3 separate regions of the Sus scrofa genome follow, and all the other regions are linked to region 2. Evidence: chromatin contacts called from public HiChIP or PLAC-seq data. All regions are on one chromosome and are shown on one strand. Each heading gives the region's core, a stretch centred on a gene start, on an enhancer-like site or on the middle of the called end of the contact. The rest is flanking DNA. Distances are from core to core; before and after follow the strand shown. Region 1 has its middle 15 kb from the start of FCHSD2. Region 2 overlaps ARAP1 (arf-GAP with Rho-GAP domain, ANK repeat and PH domain-containing protein 1). Region 3 has its middle 34 kb from the start of P2RY2.

The links. HiChIP or PLAC-seq counts read pairs in DNA pulled down with a chosen protein or histone mark.
Region 1: an H3K27ac HiChIP or PLAC-seq map of alveolar macrophages shows a contact between it and region 2. The contact joins two enhancer-like sites. A contact is called at or near these places in 1 of 5 promoter capture datasets (fetal skeletal muscle), 15 of 47 Hi-C or Micro-C datasets (alveolar macrophages, brain, embryonic fibroblasts and 11 more) and 2 of 2 datasets of contacts at active chromatin or transcription factors (alveolar macrophages and skeletal muscle).
Region 3: a contact with region 2 is called in an H3K27ac HiChIP or PLAC-seq map of alveolar macrophages. The contact joins two enhancer-like sites. A contact is called at or near these places in 8 of 47 Hi-C or Micro-C datasets (alveolar macrophages, embryonic fibroblasts, epiblast stem cells and 5 more) and 1 of 2 datasets of contacts at active chromatin or transcription factors (alveolar macrophages).

What each region holds. Positions count from the first base shown.
Region 1 is chr9:7,632,817-7,636,567 of Sscrofa11.1, forward strand. No RefSeq gene overlaps it. Among named protein-coding and RNA genes, the nearest start is that of FCHSD2, 15 kb to the left of the region's middle. Within about 2 kb of position 1,380, at least 47 of the 83 cell types and tissues checked have an H3K27ac peak or open chromatin away from gene starts, as enhancers often do. A contact at or near this core is called in alveolar macrophages, fetal liver, mesenteric adipose tissue and 4 more, where this site is marked.
Region 2 is chr9:7,271,182-7,274,814 of Sscrofa11.1, forward strand. The region is part of intron 3 of ARAP1 (arf-GAP with Rho-GAP domain, ANK repeat and PH domain-containing protein 1); the gene reads right to left. Among named protein-coding and RNA genes, the nearest start is that of ARAP1, 28 kb to the right of the region's middle. Within about 2 kb of position 2,225, at least 53 of the 83 cell types and tissues checked have an H3K27ac peak or open chromatin away from gene starts, as enhancers often do. A contact at or near this core is called in alveolar macrophages, fetal liver, mesenteric adipose tissue and 4 more, where this site is marked.
Region 3 is chr9:7,652,838-7,656,231 of Sscrofa11.1, forward strand. No RefSeq gene overlaps it. Among named protein-coding and RNA genes, the nearest start is that of P2RY2, 34 kb to the right of the region's middle. Within about 2 kb of position 1,599, at least 26 of the 83 cell types and tissues checked have an H3K27ac peak or open chromatin away from gene starts, as enhancers often do. A contact at or near this core is called in alveolar macrophages and fetal liver, where this site is marked.

The DNA.
Region 1 (3,751 bases), core at 130-2,629, 360 kb after region 2:
CGGAGCAAGGTCAGGGACAGGTCTCTGAAGCAGAATGAAGCCGGGGGGGCAAGAGAGCTCACAGGCCTTCTCTCCACCCCCAGGAGTTAGTGATGAGAAAAGAGAGCGGAGCATGCCCCTGGCCTATCACGGTCCCCAGCCACCAAGCCTCTCTAGTCACATTCTAGCCTGGGTGGGGTAGAGGGTTGCTGTGAATTGGGTAAGAGGTTGAAGTTTTTGCTTTGTTTTTTGTCTTTTTTTTTTTGCCTTTTCCAGGGCCAGCATATGGAGGTTCCCAGGCTAGGGGTCGAATTGGAGCTGTAGCTACTGGCCTACACCAGAGCCACAGCAACACGGGATCCAAGCTGAGTCTGCAACCACAGCTCACGGCAACGCCGGATCGTTAACCCACTGAGCAAGGGCAAGGACCGAACCCGCAACCTCATGGTTCCTAGTTGGATTCGTTAACCACTGCGCCACAAGGGGAACTCCGAGATTGAAGTTTTAAACTGGACGGGTCTAGGTTTAAATAACTGAATGAGGAGTTCTCATTGTGGTTTGGTGGGTTAAGAACCCAGCTAGTATCCATGAGGATGTGGGTTTGATCCCTGGCCGTGCTCAGTGGGTGAATGACCCAGTGTTGCTGTGGCTGTGGTGTAGGCCGGCAGCTGCAGCTTTGATTCACCCCATGGCCCGGAAACTTCCATGTGCTGCAGATGTGGCCCTAAAAGAAAAGACCAGAAGGTTATTAAAACTGCCTGTGGTGTTAAAAAAGAGGAAAGAGGAAAGGGAATGATGAGGAAGATTAAAAAGACCCAGAATTTCTTCATGCAACTACCTCAACAGGTTGAACCAAACTCCTCAGCAACCAGGTGTGCTAAGAAAATGACCACTGGCCTCCCATCTCCATAGTGAGGCATCCCTCCCACCTGAGCCGAAGAGAGCACCTGGGGACCAGAGCACCTGCCAAAGAGCCTGAGCTTCACCTTGACTGGGCCGCCTTGGCTGACAAGCCTCTCTTGAACCCATCCCTGGACCGAAGAGGTGGCAGGTACTGATTGTTCGAGCTCAGGTCATATTTCTACCCCTGGAGGTGGCCTCCCCGGGACCACAGCATTCCCAGAAGGGAGGTGGGAACTGCAGGGAAGAAGGAAGGAAGGATGAATTGGGGGAAATTTCGCGTTGGGGAAACTTTTGGCATAAAGTTTCTGTCCCAGGAAGAGAGTGGAACCAAAACAAAAACGTACAGGAGTTTTATAATTCCCAGAATAACAGCCATTGACACGCTTAAAGATGACACTAACGGGGGGGTTGGAGCAGCAGGGCAGAGTTAAATATCCCGGCAGTAAGGAAAAGGAGGCCCTGTTCCCCGGTGGCCCAGTGAAGGACTCAGCATTGTCACCGCTGTGGCTGCTGTGGCTCAGTACAGGAACTTGCGCAGGCCGTGGGTGCAGCCAAAACAAACAAACGAGAAAGATTTTTAAAAAGAAAGAACGAAACAGGCGGCCAGGAGAGCTCTGAGCTGAGGGCGAGCTCCTGGGGGCTGGGAGGGGCCTCTGGATGAAGGGAGGGCAGGAAGGGGAGCTTCGGGACTAAAGGCACGTCTGAAGGGGATTTTCCGAAGTGAAATGGTGAAAGTGAAAGTGAAGGAAGCCAAGAGCAGAGCCCTCGCCCCCGTTTTCCCGTGTGAAATCAGCAGTTACAGGGTCAGTCTCTTCGGCTGTGGGCATGACGACCGAATGCAAGGTGGCAGCCAGGACTGGGTCCTGGGACAAAAGTGGGACATGGCTGCAAACGCTGGTGAAGTCCACTTACAGCCTCGAGTGTAGTTCATAGCCACTGTTGGAGGTTCCCCCCACCCCCCGCCAAAAAAGAGAGAGAGAGAGAGAGACAAAAAATAGTAATTAATGTCAATTTCTTTGTTGTGACAGTGTGTCTGTCCCTTAGAACGTACCATGTTAACGAAGGAAACTGGGTAACGGGTATAGGAGACATCTCCGTACATTTTTGCAACTTTTCCATAAATCTACAGTTATTCCAGATAAAGTTTATTTATGTATGTATTTGTTCATTTATTTGTCTCTTTAGGGCCACACCCGTGGCCCAGAGACGTTCCCAGGCTAGGGGATCGAATCAGAGCTGTAGCTGTCGGCCTCCACCACAGCCACACAACACAGGATCCGAGCCACGTCTGTGACCTACACCACAGCTCACGGCACCGACGGATCCCTGACCCACGAGCGAGGCCAGGGATCGAACCCACGTCCTCAGGGATACTCGTCAGGTTCGTTGACCACTGAGCCATGACGGGAACGCCTAAAGTGTATTTTTAAAAGAGTCCCTTTCTCGTAGCATAAATTCACATTTACTGTGTGGAGGGGCACTGCTTCTGGCATTTCACATATAAGTAAACTCTAGGTATTGTGGTGTCCCTGGCACCGTGTGGGGCGGTAGAGAGAGGAAGGAGCCAAGTGGCATTCATAACAGGATCCTGTGGCCTGAGTGCGAGAGGATGAGCTGAAGTTATGATGCACTTGGCAGCGGGCAGGGCACACAACTTGTGCCCGGAAAAGATCAGCATATCTGGAGATGTTATAAAGGCCTGCCCTCTCCCCTCGGCCTCCCACAGCCCCGGGTCCCTCCTCCCTGGGTTTGGGAGGTGGGCTGTGCCATCAGTGGGTTAGCTGAGTTTTTCCATAGGGCCGAGAACCCCAGCCTAGGTGCCTTTGCCTCTGTGGGGCAGGTTGGCTACGTCTTCCCTCCTGCCCCGTGTGTGGACAAATGAGATGACTGTGCTGGGTTCTGACCTGACTAATTTCATTTAATCCTTCTATCAACCTGGAAGGGTAGCAATCACTGTCTCCATTTTACAGATGGGGAAACAGAGGCTGCAGAGCCTGGTATTTGCTTTCCCTCAGAGCAACCTCTTGAGACGAATAAGACAAACAGCACCAGTAACTGTGGGGCCAGTTGAGCTGATAAGCAGAAAAAAAAAAAAAAACAAAAACTGGAAGAACATGGAGAGGAAAGGTCACTTCTGTGTCCCTCAGTCAGCAGACTTTGGAGCCAAGAAGTTTTCCAGGGAGAAGGGGACGAAGAGAACATTCGAGATGAGGAAATAGTGAGAAGCCTGGCACCGAGCTGGAACACCTGGAAATCTGGCAGTGCACGGGCGGGGTGCCTGGGTGGGTTGGAGCCCAGGATCCAGGCAGGGAGTGGGCTGAGACCAAAGCAGAGAGGGCCGGGACCCCAAAGCACACTTTACACCCTGCTGCGCAGGCTCTGCTGCCTTTCGGGATCTGCCCTGAGGCTGCCGTCAGCGGTGCATCATTCGTGGCTCAGGAGCCCCCCGCCCCAAAAACTCTGGTTCTATCAGAAGCCTCTGCTAAGGCCTCTATGGGTCAGTGCTGGGAGGACTCAAAACGGAGCCTAGACGGAAGAAGCAGTTTCGTATCTATCTTGTGCCAAGCCCTACAATGGGCGGTGGGGACCGGGACACTCAGTCCCTTTCCCTAGAGCGTTTGAGTTGGGGAGTATCCCCACTGCCATGCGCCATGTGGTCAGCTAGTCCCTGAGAATCAGGGCTCAGGACTGTGGAGGCCCAGGGGGGACCCCCAGCCTCTGGGGGGAAGGGGCGGGATTCCCAGCCAGACCTCACCAACCTGGTGGCAGGGTAGCCAGCATGATCAGCAGTGCCAGGGGAAGGAGAACCCAGGTTCTATTCTGGCTGCCTCTCCAGGAGGAAGTCAGATCCAGGAGGTGGAGGGCCCAG
Region 2 (3,633 bases), core at 975-3,474:
TACTCCTCCTTCCAAAGGTCCGAATGGAACGTGTTCTCGCTCCACCCTGTGCTGCCCTCGGGCCCCAGGCCTTCCGATCCCTGGCCGTAGCTGTATCTGTCAATGTTTGTGTCACTGAACTGCCCACAGAGAACCAAGGCTCCAAGCCCACACCCCATCCAGGGGTCAGGACGCTCCCCCTAAAGGGTCACACAGCCTTGGAGGGACCCAGCCCCGTCCAGCCCAGACGTTCACCAGCAGGCAGGGGTGGGTGGAGGTCAGACTGTGATTTGCACACACCTGCCCCCTGGCCTGACCGCCCCTCCCCACAGGGGCAAACTCTCCCAGCTGCCCACTTCCTGGTCCCACGCCGGGCCGGGCCTCGGCGCTGTGCCCCATGCTTCCTCCACCGCTGCCTCCGCCCTTCCTTCTCCATCGCAAGAGCCAAGGGTCAGCTCCTCCTCCAGCACCTTCCCGGTTCTGTTCTATTTACTTCTGCTCAAGCCACAGCAGAGAAAGCCCTTCCTGGGGTATCCCTTGCTCAGATGGGATGCCTGTGGTTTCTCTCTCAACTTCTGCAAACGCTGCAAGTCCCCTCGGGCCACTCCATCTCCAGGCCACCGACTCACCCAGCACAGAGGGGGCTGTGGCGAGTGTGTGTTTAATGAGTGAATGAGCACCACCCCACCCCCACACGGATCCCTGGGTCAGCAGCTCCCCAGCCCTTCATGGAGCAGCCCCCGATGAACGCGGCGTCCACTCTCACGACCACGGCTTCGCCCAGCGCTCTGCACCTCTCCCTGGAGCAACAGAGCTACTGGAGCATCAACTCCCCTGTGCTCAGGACACGCCTCCTCTTCCAGGAAGTCCTCTCAGCTGCTCCCTCCTCTAAACCCACAGAGCTGGGCGCCCTGCTGTGGTGGGCAGGAGAGGGCTGAGGGCCAGGGCTCCCATGGTAGCTCTTCATGCTTCCCGGGCCTGTGCTCACCCCTCAGGGAGCGCACGACGGTAAGGCCCCTCTCCCCCAAGCCATGGCTGGTCTGGCAGCAGGAGAAGTGGGTGCCCACTGGGCCCTATGAAAAGATGAGCGGAGGGCAGAGGGCAGGGCCAGGACACAAATGGGACCTGGTTAGAGAAATCTCTGTCCCCAGTGGCCCAAGCACAGGGTTACTGAGTTCAGCAGGGATGAGAGCAACCGGGGGGAGGGGAGGCCAGCTCAGCCCCCCAGTGACACAGGCACCGCCCCCACATGACCAGAGCTGGCAGGAGGGGCAGAAAGATGCCCACTAAGTGTCAACCCACGGCAGGTCTCCCTGCCACCTGGATGGGGCGAGGGCAAAGGGGCTCAGACTGGAGCTGCCCAGAGTCACGGCACCCTTGACCCTGGCCCTGGGGGAGGCCATGGAGGACCCCTCCGTGGGTGCGGCGAGCCAGACCCAAGATCAGCACCGCTTCCCGGAGGGCAGAGACTCTGCAGAGGAGCAGCCAGAGCAGCCCAGGAAACAGGCCCCGGGGCTCCCCCCGGACCAGGAGGGGGGCTTGTAGGGGGACGGAGGGAGACCCGGAGAGCCAGGGCAGACGGAGGGCAGAGGGAGGGGAGGAAAGGAAAGGGCAGGAGGAAAACCAGAAAACAGAGAGTGAAGGAAGAGAGAAAACTCTGAGTGTGAAACGGGAGGGGCAGGGCCACCACAGAAGCCCGGGGTCAGCCTGCGGGGAGGGGAGGGGAGGGGAGGGGAGGGGAGGACAGGACAGGACAGGGACGGATGGATTCCTGCCCTCCCAGGCCTGCAAGAGGAGCCTCCCCCGGCCCCAGGCCGGCAGCCCAGCCCAGGGCAGCCCCTCGCTCACCTTCAGACGCCTGCTGGGTCCTGGGCCCGAGGGCCCCGGAGGCTCCGGCCAGCGGGCCCAGCGGGCGCCCCGGAGTGCCGTGTGCCAGCCTGCGTCCGACCTGCGCCGGGCCCGCAGCCCCCGGGCCCGTGCCCTGCGGCGTCTGCGTCCGGCACGGCTCGGTGCGCCCGCGCCTTGGGTCAGGGTCTGAGGTCACTTGTCGGAGTGTGAGTTTGTGTGTGTCACTGCGGCCCGTCGGGGGGTGGGGAGCGTGTGTACGTGTGCGCCTGTGTCTGCGTCCAGCTCGGCTCTCGTCCGGCTTCCTGCTCCCCGCCTCCCCCGCCCCTGCGGCCCGGCCAACACCAACACACACACACACACACACACACACACACACACTTCCTGAAAACTGGGCGAGACGGAGACAAGCCACCCAGAATCCCCCGGGGCAACGCTTCCTCTCCGCCCCCAGCCCCCGCCCCGCTGCAGGCTACAGCGGGCGACGAGCCACCCTAGGGCATCCAGCAGGGCCTTATGGGGTGGACACCCCCCCACACTGCCTCCCGCCACCAACAAGGAGGCGCGGGGAGGAGGGAGCCTCTCTGCAGGGAGCAGCTCTGCCTCGGCCACAAGTGAGCGGCTTTAGGAGGACCAGGGACGGGCTGGGCTGCAGGGCAGCCGAACGCACAGGTGGGAGGCCCTGCAGTGTGACTCCGGCTGGCAGTACCCCCCGCCCCGGGCACACGCTCCCTCTTCCTGAGGTATCTCCAGGCACGCAGGTATCAGAGGAGGAAACAGTGGGGGGCCCAGAGCAGCCTCACAGGGACTCTGCAGAGTGACCCGGAACCGGGGTTGGACGTGACCCTCTGTCACTCTCAGGGAGGCAGGCTGAGAGGGTTGCCAGCTATGCCGGAGTAGACGGCCCCCAGCCAAGGGGCAGAGTCTGAACGTGGGCATCCCCCGTGCAGGACTGTGTGACTCCGATCAAGTTTCTCAGCATCTCTGGACTTGGCAGCTCGTCCCCTATTAAATGACGGTGGGGGTGCAGACTCTTTGGGGGTGAAGTGGGGTCCTCCCAGGCCAGGCAGAATAATGAGCCGGGTTCTGAGAGCCTGGCCCAGCCAAGGCAGCGGGAGGGGACCCGATCCCTGTCATTTTCTGCCTGCCTCCCTTGAAGGTCTCTCCCTTCCTGAGATGTCTAGAGCGACAAAGGCTGGGAGGTGAGGAGGGGTCTGGGGTGTCCTGTGCCCTACTGCCCAGGGGGCAGCATGTGCCGAGGGCACTCTCCAGGTGCTAAGGCTGCACGGACAGCGCTGGCGCTCAGTTCCTGGCAGGACAGAAGCCCACACAGGCCTCATTGACTTAGTCACATTCTGAGTGCCGGTTTTACAGCGGGCACCGCCTCAGATGCAGGGATTCAGCAGTAAACCAGACTGACAAGGATCTGGGCCCCAAGGGAGCTGACCTTCCAGAGCGCTCAGCCTCCGGGCAGCACACGCACACAGCACACTCACACACCAGCGCGTCCTCCGTACCCAAATGACACACAGGCCAATTCATGCACACACACTCACACACATGCATGCACACACACGCACACACATACATGTATACATACTGACGTGCACACACACAAAAATGCATGCACGCGCTCACACACACACACATGTATACACTCATATGCATAGAACTCACATGCACTCACACCCATGTGTACGTGTATTCTCACACGTTCACACTAGTGCACACACTCACATGTGTGTATATACATGCACACACATACACAATCACACATATACAACTCATGCACACGCACGCTCATACATT
Region 3 (3,394 bases), core at 349-2,848, 380 kb after region 2:
TGAGAGAAGATGAACCATAAACACAGACGAGGCTCATGAGAGGGAGAAGCGGACAATCCCCGGACACCCCTGAGGGGCGGCCAAGCCTGAGCGAAGGACTGGGGGAGGGCTGCGAGGGGCCGAGAGGGGGCTCCAGGATTTTAGGTCCGTGGTCCAGGGGACCCGCTGACTGAAGGTGCCCTTGCTGAGGCTGAGGCAGGAGCAGGTTTGGGGAGAGACCAGAGCTCGCCTCTGGACACACCGGGAGATGGTATGACTGGAGGTGGCGCTGTCCAGACCGGTCAGAGGGCTGGGCCAGGCAGTCTGGACAGGCCTCTGAGTGACAGTCTCTGGATGATCTGAAGTTTCACACGTGCCCCCAAGACAGTCCCTGACACCTGACCCACCCATGGTCTCCAGGACAGAAATGACCAGGGCTTGGGTCTCAGGGAACAGGAACAGCAAAGGGTCTGACCGGGAGAGAAGGGAGGGTTTGGGCCTAAAGATAAGCGACACCCCCAGAGTATAATACATCAACAGAGGTTGGTGGTGGTAATGGTGCCTACAAAATTAGCCTAGAGAAGAATCTGACACTGGAGTTTCCGCCGTGGCTCAGTGGATGACAAATCGACTAGTATCCATGAGGACGCGAGTTCGATCCCTGGCCTTGCTCAGTGGGTTAAGGATCCGGTGTTGCTGTGAGCTGTGGTGTAGGTCGCAGACACGGCTAGATCTCGCGTTGCTGTGGCTGTGGTGTGGGCCCTTGGCTACAGCTCCGATTGGACCCCTAGCCTGGGACCCTCCATATGCCACGGGTGTGGCCCTAAAGAAGACACCAACAAAAAAGAGACGCCAAGGTTTTGTTTCTTCAGGGTTTTGAGATGTCCCAGGGGAGCTTTATAGCTGACAGTGAAGTAGGCCCATAGAAATTATCAGAGGAGCAGAAGGTACGTTTGTGAGAAAATGTCAAAGCAATAACCAGAGAGAGGTCACGAACTGCGGCCAGGACCTTCCCATCAGCACGTGCCTCTTTTCGCCCCAGAGGAGGCCAGGACTTGACAGAGCGACTACCAGTTATCTCTGCATTAAAAGGGAAGTGCGTTGTGCAAACCTGCCATGAGAACATAGCTGTTGGCCAGGACTGGGTAGCTCTGCCAAGCAGCTCGAGGGGCTGGTGCAGAGGTCTGAGGTGCAGCGGGAATGAGAAGTCAGGAGTTCCCTGGCGGCCCAGCAATGAAGGATTCAGCGTTCTCTCGGCTGTAGTGCAGGTTCCATCCCTAGCTTGGGAATTTCCACGTGCTGCAGGCTTGGCCAAACAACAACAACTACTAATACAGAGAAAGAGGAAGCCAAAGACAGGCTTAGAGATGAGTCAGCCCCAAGCTGTCATTGTACAAAGAAGGGGAATGAGGACTAGTACGGGCTGGGGACAGGTAGGTAATGTGACAAAACGGACAGGTCCTCAGCTCCTCGCAGGGCCACACCGGGTGGGAGTAGTCCACTCGGTGTCACTCTGGAATTGACCCCCCCACCCTCACCCCAGGCATATCCAGGTGTTGTCTGGGCCAGAGGCTGCTCTGGGACAGACAGGTGAGAGCCCAACCCCTCACGCAGTGCCGGGCCTGGGCTGTTCCTCTCCCCCCTGGCTCCCCGCTGAGCCTGCCCTGCACGGTTAAGGGGTGGGGGTGGGGGGCCCGGGGGCCTCTGCCGCGTGTTCCCTACAAGGTGAGATGTGTTTCCCTGTGCGCAATTTCCTTCAACAAAGTCCCGTTCAGCACCTGCTCAGTGCCAGGCACCGCCCTGGGATCTGGCGAGAGTGAACAGACTCAGGAGGGAAAACGAGATGAAGAAGCGCAGAGCGGGGTGGGGGCGGGGACCGAGCACTGGGTAGAAAAACCCTTGTCTGCCTAGCGGACCGGCTGGGTGATTTTGAACGCGTCCCGGCCCCTCCCCCGACCTCAGTGCCCTCGGTGGGAATTGTGCTGAGTCATCTCTGAAGTGCCAGAGGCGGGGTGATCAGGCCCCGCCCGCCAAGTCCAGCCCCACTCCCTGGCTCCCACCCTTGAAACACCCCCCCACACCCCCAACTCCCATCCCCTCCCCAGCTTTTTTGGGCCCTAGCCCAGCAGGAGAAGAGGAGCCCAAGGCCTCAGAACAGCTCTAGATGTCACCTGACAGGTGGAGGTGACTCACCTGGGGTGGGGGTGGGGGGTCAGGATCCAGGAAACTGCCTGGAGGTACATTAACCTGGAGCCTCCCTGCCCGGCCTTACCTGGGAGGCCCCGGCCTTTCCTAAACCCCTATCCCCAAGGGGTCCTTCTGCTCTCCAGGAGGCCCAAGTCCAGCCAAGGAGTAGCGAGGAGCCCAAGGGCTTGCCAGCACGTGTCCCCTTGGGGCCTCGGACCCCAGTCCACATACGGGGAGAGGGATGAGACTCAATCTTCAGTACCCCTTCCATCTAAGTTCCGGCTTTGCTGAGTATTGCGGGAGGCCCACCACCTCTCTGATGGCTCTTCAGATGCTCAAGACAGGGGGAGTGGCAGGGTCTGAAACTGGGGGTGGGGGAAAGTGTTGCCAGGTTTAGCAAATACAAAGATAAGCAATGAATAACTTTTTAAGGAGTTCCTGTTGTGGCTCAACTGGTTACAAACCCAACTAGTATCCATGAGGATGCGGGTTCGATCTCTGGCTTCCCCAAGTGGATTAAGGATCCGATGTTGGCATGAGCTGTGGTGTAGGTCACAGACGTGGCTTGGATCCTGAGGTGCTGTGGCTGTGGCCTGGGAGGGCAGCTACAGCGCCGATTGGATCCCTCTCCTGGGAACCACCATGTGCCACAGGTACGGTCTTCAAACTGTGCATACACACACACACACACACACACACACACACGAAAAGCTTTTTAGTAGAAGCATGTCCTCAATATTACTTATGTTAATAATTATTCATTGTTTGCCTGAAACAGCTTTAACCGCGCAACTCATGGTGGGAAGGTCTCTGGAGCCGGACTTCCGCAGAGGAAGGTCCTAGACGCTCGGATGACCAGAGTTCGGCTGCCTACCTCGCTGCTGCTCTTTGAGTCCCTTGTCCATGGGCTTTTCGTTGCCTTGTTGGAAGGTTGGGGGATGAGGTGGGGAGAAGCAGGAGTTGGGGGAAACCAGGAGGCAGAGAGGCCCCAGGAGGCGGCTCCTGAACTCCGCCCACCGTGTCCAGCCAACCTCACACTCCACCCCCGAGGCAGGCTGCTCGCCCCACGGCCTCCCGCACAGCCCGGACTCATTCCTACCTCCACAGCCTTGCTCTATGCCTGCCCCCTCCCCCCACACAACTCTACCCTCCCCAGGGACCCTCCCTCAGCTGTTCTTTAAGCATCGGAGTTCCCAGAGCGCTGTCAGACTCACTGTCACAGCCACTC